3 separate regions of the Gasterosteus aculeatus genome follow, and regions 1 and 2 are each linked to region 3. Evidence: chromatin contacts called from public Hi-C data. All regions are on one chromosome and are shown on one strand. Each heading gives the region's core, a stretch centred on a gene start, on an enhancer-like site or on the middle of the called end of the contact. The rest is flanking DNA. Distances are from core to core; before and after follow the strand shown.

Region 1 (2,703 bases), core at 129-2,628, 45 kb after region 3:
AAAACACGAAGTTTGACCTTTCCTCCAATCCTGTTTGTGTGCAGAGTGCGTCTGTGTGTGTGTGTGTGTGTGTGTGTGTGTGTGTGTGTGTGTGTGTGTGTGGCGTTCTGTATTTCCAAGTTGCACGCGTCCTTCCCGAGAATAGAAGGAGAGACGAATGGCGCCGGACTGAGGACGCGTTACAGATTCTTACTCAAACGCCTGCTGAGGAGTTTAGTTAAGTTTGGTTGAGCGACGACTTGAAGGCTTCTTTCAGGAGTATTTAACGGTCGGGTCGGTTTAAATGGAGCTGATGTGATGACGTCTGACGTTCTCAGCTTCAGGGCGGGCTGTAACTGGATCGCGTTTAGGATCAGGATCAGGAACAAACTTAAGGGAAACGACCAACTTTGTTTCCCCGCCCTCCCCCCCCACACACACTAAACCTCCGTCTCCATCACGCGGGAACCACAAACCGCCGTATCCCTCCACAGTGAGCGCCGTGCCCTACTTTCACTCCGCCGCCTCCGCGGCTTGATTGAAGCAGGAAGCTTTTTTCTCTGCGATAAATGACTCGTGATTGCTGCTGTTACGCGGCCTTATTGCACTTAATTCCACTTGAATCTCGCGGCAGAGGAGGGGAGCTGCTTGCGGGGTTTTTTTTGTGCGCTGCGATTGTTGTGGGAGCCGGATGCCCGGAAGCGTAAAAACTCAACGGAGCTGCGTTGCCTTTGGTGACGCGGGCGAATCGTACGATTTAAACAAAGGTCATCGAGGGTCAGTTTAGGTTTTGGAGGCGATCTGCAAAAAGACCACGTCTGGACATTTTGGTGCAGATATTTAAGTTCATCTCCAGATGAATTGTGAATTTTTTTTTTTTTCCCAACCATTAATACTTTGGTTCATTCCTCTCAGACTTTGGCATTAAGCTAAAGCTGGTTGAAACGTCCAGATCTTTACATTTAGATTTTGAATATACGGGGAACAAGGACAATAAGGGGCTGCTGTCACTTTCTTTCTGTCGCTATCTGCACGTACGCTGCATTATGACCAGAGTGAAGGCCGATCCTTCTAGATCGGTGGAAGCAACCTTGCCGTCCCGCCCCGGCACTGTGTGTGACCTCCCCCCTCCTCCCTCTCTCCCCCCCATCGGCTTGTGCTTTCTGAAATAGTGTTACAGTGCAGCAGAAAAGGCCTCGACTCCCCCCGGACGCGGAGCGCTGCGTCAAACCGCTCGTTGCCTCATTCCTCCTGACAGCTGGCAAGATAGACCGCTCTTCCCCAAGTTCCCCCTCACTCACTCACGTCTCTATTTTCCTGCACGCAACCACATACTACTACTACTATTACTACTACTATGGCTGTCAGTCTGCGGCTGCTCCCTGTGAAGTGGTTCTGTGGAGCGCGGCGTGCGGCGTTCGGCGTTCGGCGCCTCCAGGCAGGCAGTTTGGGACGAGTCGCACCTCCGATTGCTTTTTTTTCCGAGCTCCCGGAGATCGTCGTCACGTGAACCACTGATGAGAAGTACTGCTGTTTTTTTTTCAAAGCACCAGAAAGAAAAGTCACATTTTAACTTTTGCCTCTTCTTTTTTTTTTTTTTTTAGTTTGAGACATTCTCATTTTTACTCATGATGCGTCATGAGCTGTCACACTGTATTTATTACTCCCTCCACTTAGCCGCAACCCAGCTGTTCACTATTTAAATAGATGTTTCAAAGATTGTTATTGTCATTTACACACGCCCTGTGTATTGAAATTCTTGTGCTTGCCTTTCCGGAAAGCCGACCAATTTTAAAATTAAAATAAAAATACAATATTTAAAAAAATTTAAAAATGAGGTACGGATGAGGCAGAAATTAGGTGAGGAGGAAAAGTGCAAAACTGAGCAGGTTGTAAAAGAAAAAACTTAAATTAAATGAAATGAGTGCAATATAAATGAACAGTACAGTAACAGTGAGTGAAATCCTAACAAGCTAAAGTGCAGAGCAGTGTGGAGGTTATAGAGTCCTCTCAGCTGTTGATGGCTCTAATGGCAGTGTTTGGCCTCCTTCAAGTACATATATTTATATCAGCGCTGTTTTTCTTCTTCTTCTTTCTAAATACATTCACCTCCAGCGTGTCAGAGGTTCCAACAGGGAGCAGAACTCTTCCATCGAATGTGAATGTGCATCATGGCTTTTTCATTGTGTTTATATCAGTGGCAACAAACAGCAACCTGACATTCACATCCACTTACACAGAAAAGCCTTGTGTAACAACATCAGGGTGCTTACTCTACCGACGCTGCCAGATGTGTGTGTGTGTGTGCGTGTGTGTTTTTGTGTGTGTGTGTGTTTGTGCTCCATCCCTTATTTCCATCGGTGGAGTGGTTCACTGTCACATGACTGCTGTCACTCATGTGCTCGGTCATGAGTGTATCGCTGCCCTCTATTGGTGAGAGAGGAAACTGTTTGTGTTTGTGTGTGTGTGTCTTGTGTATTTGTGTTTGCGTGTACAAGCTAATCTGTTTGACATTTTAAGAGCTTGATTGGATTCATGTAAAAAAATACATTGTTTGTACATTTTTTGTGACCCATCACAATTTTTATTCCATATTCGAACATTAATTGAGTTCAAATTAGAATTTGAACCAGATTAATTCTACCACACAACACCACTACACTACACTACTTCTCTGCAAATACCTCGGCCTTTTCTCTGTGTATGTGTGTCATATCCCCTGTA
Region 2 (2,837 bases), core at 277-2,776, 44 kb before region 3:
TTGTAAAAAGAGAAATTGAAGGATAAGTGCCTGTCTTAGAGGAGGAAAATGAAGATGGGAAGATAAAGGAAAGGAAATGGAGGGGGAGTAGAGGGAAGAACTGGGCAGAGAAGAAAATGATGTTTCGGAAGTGTGATGATAAAAAGGGCCAGAGGAGTATTAGGGGGGAAGAGCAGGAGATGGAATGTGATGAGGGATTTAATGGAGGAGAAAGGTGGAGTTGCAGATGAGGTGTGGAGAAAGTTGTGGGTTAAGGGGGGTTGAAGGACTCTGTGGTGAGAAAAAATAAAGAGAAGATCAAAAAGAAGGAGAGAGAGGAGGTCACATTATCACTAAACCCATAAAGGCCGCGTCAATGAAAAGACGGGCGGACGGAGGTCAAAAGAGCGAAAAAACGAAGGAGGGGTAGCCGGACGCAGGGCGAGAAGAAAGGAGAGAGCAGCTCAGCAAAGGATTTCAGTATATCAATATGAAGGAGAGAGCTTAAGTGATTTTGTCAATCAGATGTTCTCCTGCTGGCCTTGACTCCCAGCTGCCCCTCAGACTCGTTTTTCATCCCTGAACCAGCAGCTGATAAAAGGACACGTTTCACTAATGAAAGTCCAACCATTTTACTGCAAATGACATACGTATAAAGACCACTTTTATTCCCATGTCTCTGCAGCAGACTGTAAAATGTATCTAAATGAAAATGATCACCTCACGATTCAAAAGCAAAGAGTGGGCCTCAGAAGATGAAGAAATCCAGGTTCTTTGGCCTTTGGCAGCACATCGTGATGCCACTGTTTACCATTTCTAAGACCTTGGATTCAAGTATTTAACACGCATCATACCTAAGAGGTCAGAAGGCATTCGCAAATGGAAAACAATAAACACATCTGCGGAGTGTGTGACTCACGTAAGGCATTGGGCAACGCGTAGGGACCATGACAATAAAAGGTTTATATGTGTGTGAGGGAGAATGTGTGTTGTCCAGGGAACGAGGTGCAACACGCTACAAACCCAGATATTTTTGTCCATTCAAACATGCACACACACACACACACACACACACACACACACACACACACTACTTTGACTGTGTGCTCGTAAAAGAGCGCTTTTCACGCGTGCACTCACACTCAGCAGCAGTGGACAGATGCATGGTGACAGGGCTGCAGAGCACTGGATTAATACACTTAGTGTTCCACATGTCACACTGGATCACTGCAATCATGAGCATTTCAGGCTTCTCTCTCTCTCTCTCTCTCTGATTACTTCTACCACCGCGGCCAGTCTGTCCATCCAGACATCTACTCAACCAGTCGGTCACCCAGCAAACATCGGACTGACAGCCCAACGGCCCCCGGGGGCGCCGGCCGGCCGCCCTGCCGCCCACCCGGCATTCCGACGCACGTTGACAACCGGTCATCAGAGCAGCTGGCCTCGCTTCCTGCTACGTTGTTAGTACAAAGCTAAGTCTAGGAGGAGTCATTTTGAAAAACCAGGGTGTCTTAAAACTCGCATTCTCTCCCCTGACCAACAGGAGCGCTGCAGAGCACGCTTGAGGGCGGGGCTACGGTGTGATCGACAGCTCCCAGGCTCTGCCAGAGACCAATGCACCCTGCTCTTTTCTGATGAGAGCGGCTAGCAGCACCGGCACCTAAAGTTGCTAAACCTAGCGAGGAAGTTGCCCATTCAGCAACGGTGACGGCCCCTCCCTTCAAGAGGCGGCATACCAGCCAGGCAGCCGACCGGGGAGCCGGTCATTCAAGGTCGACAAACAGCCCAAGGTCGGGTCCGCAAGAGGCCCGATGCCAGAAGAATGCTGCCGTCATGAAAACAATGTCATGTGCAAAGATCACAAGCCGACTCGCTGAGCACATGCGTGTGTCTCACGGGAACACTGGCGTGCGCGCGTAGAGGTGCAGACGGGAGGTCAGGGTCAAGAGGGGGAGCGGGCCGGGCACAGTAAAGCCGTAGCCTACTCGTGCCATTTTAAGGTCCGCCCTCGTTCGCCTCCTGGTGTTTATTTTAGAGAGCGACCAACGGCGTGACGATTTACTCGCCCAGCGGCCCTCTTTTTGTTGCTATGGGGCTTTAACTGCCTTGTAAACAACCTAAAAACTGTTGTTTTATCAGATCAGAGACGCTTCGTCCCTCAGCTGTTTTTGACTGGGTAGTAATAAAACTTCTGCAGCAATTATTTCACACCGAGAAAGCAGCTGAAGCCTCTTAATGAGCAGCCATCCTTCTGTAGGGCAAACTGTATGTTGGAAAGAAAGAGGCAGAAATAATATCCACATCACAGAAATGTTGAAAGTGTCTAAATCATCAGTATCAATTCTCCCTCCTCATGAAGCTTAAATGTACCGAGGTGTGATCCAGACTGTATGAACGGAACAAATAGTAAACGGCTATTTCTCACTACATGGGCCCCCCCTGTTTCCTGGTGCTGTTGGGTCATGGTCGACCTACTTCAAATCAAATCAAGCATTCGTAGAGTGCGGATTGAAATGTGCACAAAAAACAAGAGAGGCTCTTGTTTTCCCTCGAGGGCTTGTGTGGATCCCAAAATGTCATACGTATTTCAAGGATCATTCGTTTTTTTCCCTAATAAGTGAAAAGCATTTCCATTAATGCGACGCCGGATGTTTGCGGTGATCGAGTTGACCCTTCGCCAATTAAGTCTCGTTCAACTCCTAACCTTCTGCTGTTAATACCCGCCATGTCGCTTAAACAGCGGAAACATTGGACTTTGAATTAGCTGCTCCGACCTTCAGTTTCAGTGGATATCAGCCAACAAAGAGGAAGCAGAGTGGAGCTTGTGGATGTTTTCTGGACTTGTCATTTTGCTT
Region 3 (2,983 bases), core at 345-2,844:
GTTTTTAAAGAATATTGTAATTATTTCACGTATCCGGATCAAGCGAAAGCTGATTGAGCTGCTCGCTCGCTGTCGCTCTAAGAAACGATCGACCTCCAAAGAGTCTTTTTCATCACTGACATGAAACTGATAGAAACAAAGTTATTTGTTTATTTTGTGAGCCAACACAGGGTGTTTTGTTGTTGTTGTTGTTGTTTTTTGCAATTATCACTGAAATGTTTTCACCACATAAATGTCCTGAACACGCTGCAACAAAGTCTGCAACAAATGCCGATTTTTGGTGAAAATCCCAGAAAACAGAAAAACAGTTTAATTGTACGTTAACGGTCCGGCCTTCTTCAACAACACAAAAGATTATGGCATCAGTGTTGTGACAGGACCTGATGAGCTTCTTTCTTTTACAACGGCAGCAGCTAATTTTATCAGCTAAGTGACTGACAGAAGTTGGTTTGGCGGTTGCCTGGCAACAGTAACAGGATACAGCCAACACTTGATGTCCATGCAGGCGTCTGGAAACAAAGGCACAGCGGCTCGACGGGGATATTTTTTAGAGCATACAGCGCGTGTCCCAAGGGAGCAGGCTCGTTTTTTTTCCCAGATAATGTCTGAAGTCGATGGTTTGAACATCGAAGCACGGAAAATAGGATTACAGGAAACTCAACTTAAAAAACCTGCCCGCTGGAACAGTAAATGTAAACGCAGGATCCGTAAATTATCTGGATTGTTTTATGGGCCCAAAAGAAGACAATGCAACACCCCTCAGAATGTAAATAACAAAACGGCAACGTCATCGGGTCGCTTAGAACATATTTGGGAGAGAACTGTCAATCACACTAGCCCCGCCCTAAGGCATCCCCTACTTTAAGGTCTATTGGACTCTAAATGGATCACAATGTATTAAATGAACGTCAGGACTTGAAACTATAGATTGAGACCATAAACGTATGTTTACCATGTTTACTGAGGAAATAAATAAACAGAGAAGTACAGTCATTTTCTCATAGACCTCTATAGGACCAGAGGAGTCGCCCCCTGGTGGTCACTAGAGAGAACGACAGACACTTCCAGGGCGGCTTCAGTCAGCGGAACCAGACTTCACCAAATCCTCTTCGATGATCACCGTCATCACATCACATTGTGGTAGTAAAAGAAATTCAGTTGCAAGAAGCTTCAAACTGCATATACTTAAGATGAAAATGCTTGATTTAACAGGTGACTAAAGTTCACGTTGATATTTCCATCTCTTAAATGCATTGTAGCTGTCCCTCTGACGAGCTCTCTTTTTCTCTCTAACTTTTTAAGTGTCTCTTTGTACGGATTAACGGGATATTTTTATGTATTTTTTATTATTATCTTAAATAAAGAAATCCCTCCATTTGCAATCGACTACTACGCTGAATAATTCGATAATCATTACTTGATTCAATCACACTGAGGTTAAATTAATCCCCCTGGATCCACTGCTTTGACCCCTGGAGGCCCCCGGGTCCCCATTTAGGAGACCCGCATGGCTTAATACACCTCTTTTTGTGTTGTGTGTGTGTGTGTGTGTGTAAACAGACGCGCCCCCTGCAGGCGGCTCTCCCCCACTGCACCTCTTCCTCCTCCTCCTCCTCCTCTCCTATACTCCGCTCTCTGACTCCGCGGCTCCTCATTCACTAGAAGATGGCGGACTGCGCTCCACTATTAGATGAGGAACTCTCGTCCTTTGTCTTCAATTACCTGACAGAAAACTCCGGCAGCCAGGTAAGAGTCGCGCCCGGCCGGACGCACCGCAGCCCGGGCTGTCCGCCCCGCGGTCCGCCTCTGCACGTCCCCGGCCGCGGTGCGCGCTGCAGCCCGCTTGATGCGACGGCTCTCGCCCGGCTTGTCAGCAGCATCTCAGCCGGCTCAGCGCGACCCGGCGTCTCCGTGCGTGCGCGTGTGCGAATGTCTTCTGTGTCTTGACGTCTGTCTTTTTTGTTGTTGTTGTTGTTGTTGTTGTCGTTGGAGGAAATGCCATCGGCCCCGTCGGGCGTTACTTTAGTGTTCGTTTGACGGATTGAAAGGAGTCCACGTGACGGTGCCGGCGCGGGCAGCGGAGAGCAGCCGGCGTGTCGCTGCTCGCGGAGGATTATTTGGTATTCAAGGGGGCGCTTTGGAAACTTTTGACGCATTCGTGAGGGGAAGTTCGATGCACACGTGGTGCGCATCCGCGCGCATGGACCCCTCTTCAGGGGCTGTTATGATCGCATGGCATTACGACGCATATCGACAAAAACAAAACACGCGGAGAAAATACCGGCGTGCCCTTTTCTGGGATATTGTGTTTGTATTTATTATTCTCGCAAAATCCAAACAGTTTTCTTCAATAATAACGTGTGTGTGTGTGTGTGTTTGGGGAGGAAACACGTGAAAACATGCTTTGTGATGTTCTTGATCCACAGCGTAAGCAGCTTGCCGTGGCGACGGGGGCTTAAGTACGCTGCGCGCTGGGCATGTGCCCGCCGCTCCGCGCGCGCGTGGCGTCGCGTCTTAACTTCATCAGCTCCCACCGGGCGGCTCGGTGCTCGGTGGTCGTATCGGTAAACGTTACCGGGCGATGTCCTCCCCCCCCCCCCCACCCCCCCAGGCCGAAGCAGCCGAGAAAAGCCGGCGCGGTTCGGAGCTTTCGTAACCGTTTGCGTAATCGTTCGCGCAACGGTTACAAAACGTCAGACCGGTTCACACCGTCGGTCGTTGGCCGCGGCTAACCGGAAAGACGGCGGATTCTCCGGTCGTGTCTCCCCGGGGGGCTGAATAAGACTTCATCAACCCATGTTGTCTGCCGGATTTCGATATAAACGCCAAACTGGGTTCGGAAATCCCTTCAATTCCGGGATCCCCCGCTCACCGGCTCCCAGTGTGCAACGCTTAAAGCACGCGAATGCTCTTTGAAATGAATGCATGTGGCGTTTGAGCGCAGTTCCATTGCGGCTTCGTATTAAGGCACTAAGGGAAGTTT

The links. A called contact is a pair of places that touch in the nucleus more often than the background predicts.
Region 1: a Hi-C map of liver shows a contact between it and region 3, with 2.3 times the contacts expected there. The contact joins the enhancer-like site here to the promoter of ppargc1b in region 3. A contact is called at or near these places in 3 of 6 Hi-C or Micro-C datasets (liver, skeletal muscle and tail fin).
Region 2: a Hi-C map of skeletal muscle shows a contact between it and region 3, with 2.3 times the contacts expected there. The contact joins the enhancer-like site here to the promoter of ppargc1b in region 3. A contact is called at or near these places in 4 of 6 Hi-C or Micro-C datasets (liver, skeletal muscle and whole body).

What each region holds. Positions count from the first base shown.
Region 1 is chr4:4,213,738-4,216,440 of fGasAcu3.hap1.1, forward strand. The region is part of intron 3 of ppargc1b (peroxisome proliferator-activated receptor gamma, coactivator 1 beta); the gene reads left to right. Among protein-coding and RNA genes, the nearest start is that of pde6a, 38 kb to the right of the region's middle. Within about 2 kb of position 1,379, at least 3 of the 9 cell types and tissues checked have open chromatin away from gene starts, as enhancers often do.
Region 2 is chr4:4,124,700-4,127,536 of fGasAcu3.hap1.1, forward strand. No RefSeq gene overlaps it. Among protein-coding and RNA genes, the nearest start is that of arhgef37, 26 kb to the left of the region's middle. Within about 2 kb of position 1,527, at least 2 of the 9 cell types and tissues checked have open chromatin away from gene starts, as enhancers often do.
Region 3 is chr4:4,168,568-4,171,550 of fGasAcu3.hap1.1, forward strand. It overlaps ppargc1b (peroxisome proliferator-activated receptor gamma, coactivator 1 beta), which reads left to right and starts at 1,595. Exons shown (of 12, transcript XM_078101968.1): 1 at 1,595-1,746. The coding sequence starts at 1,666.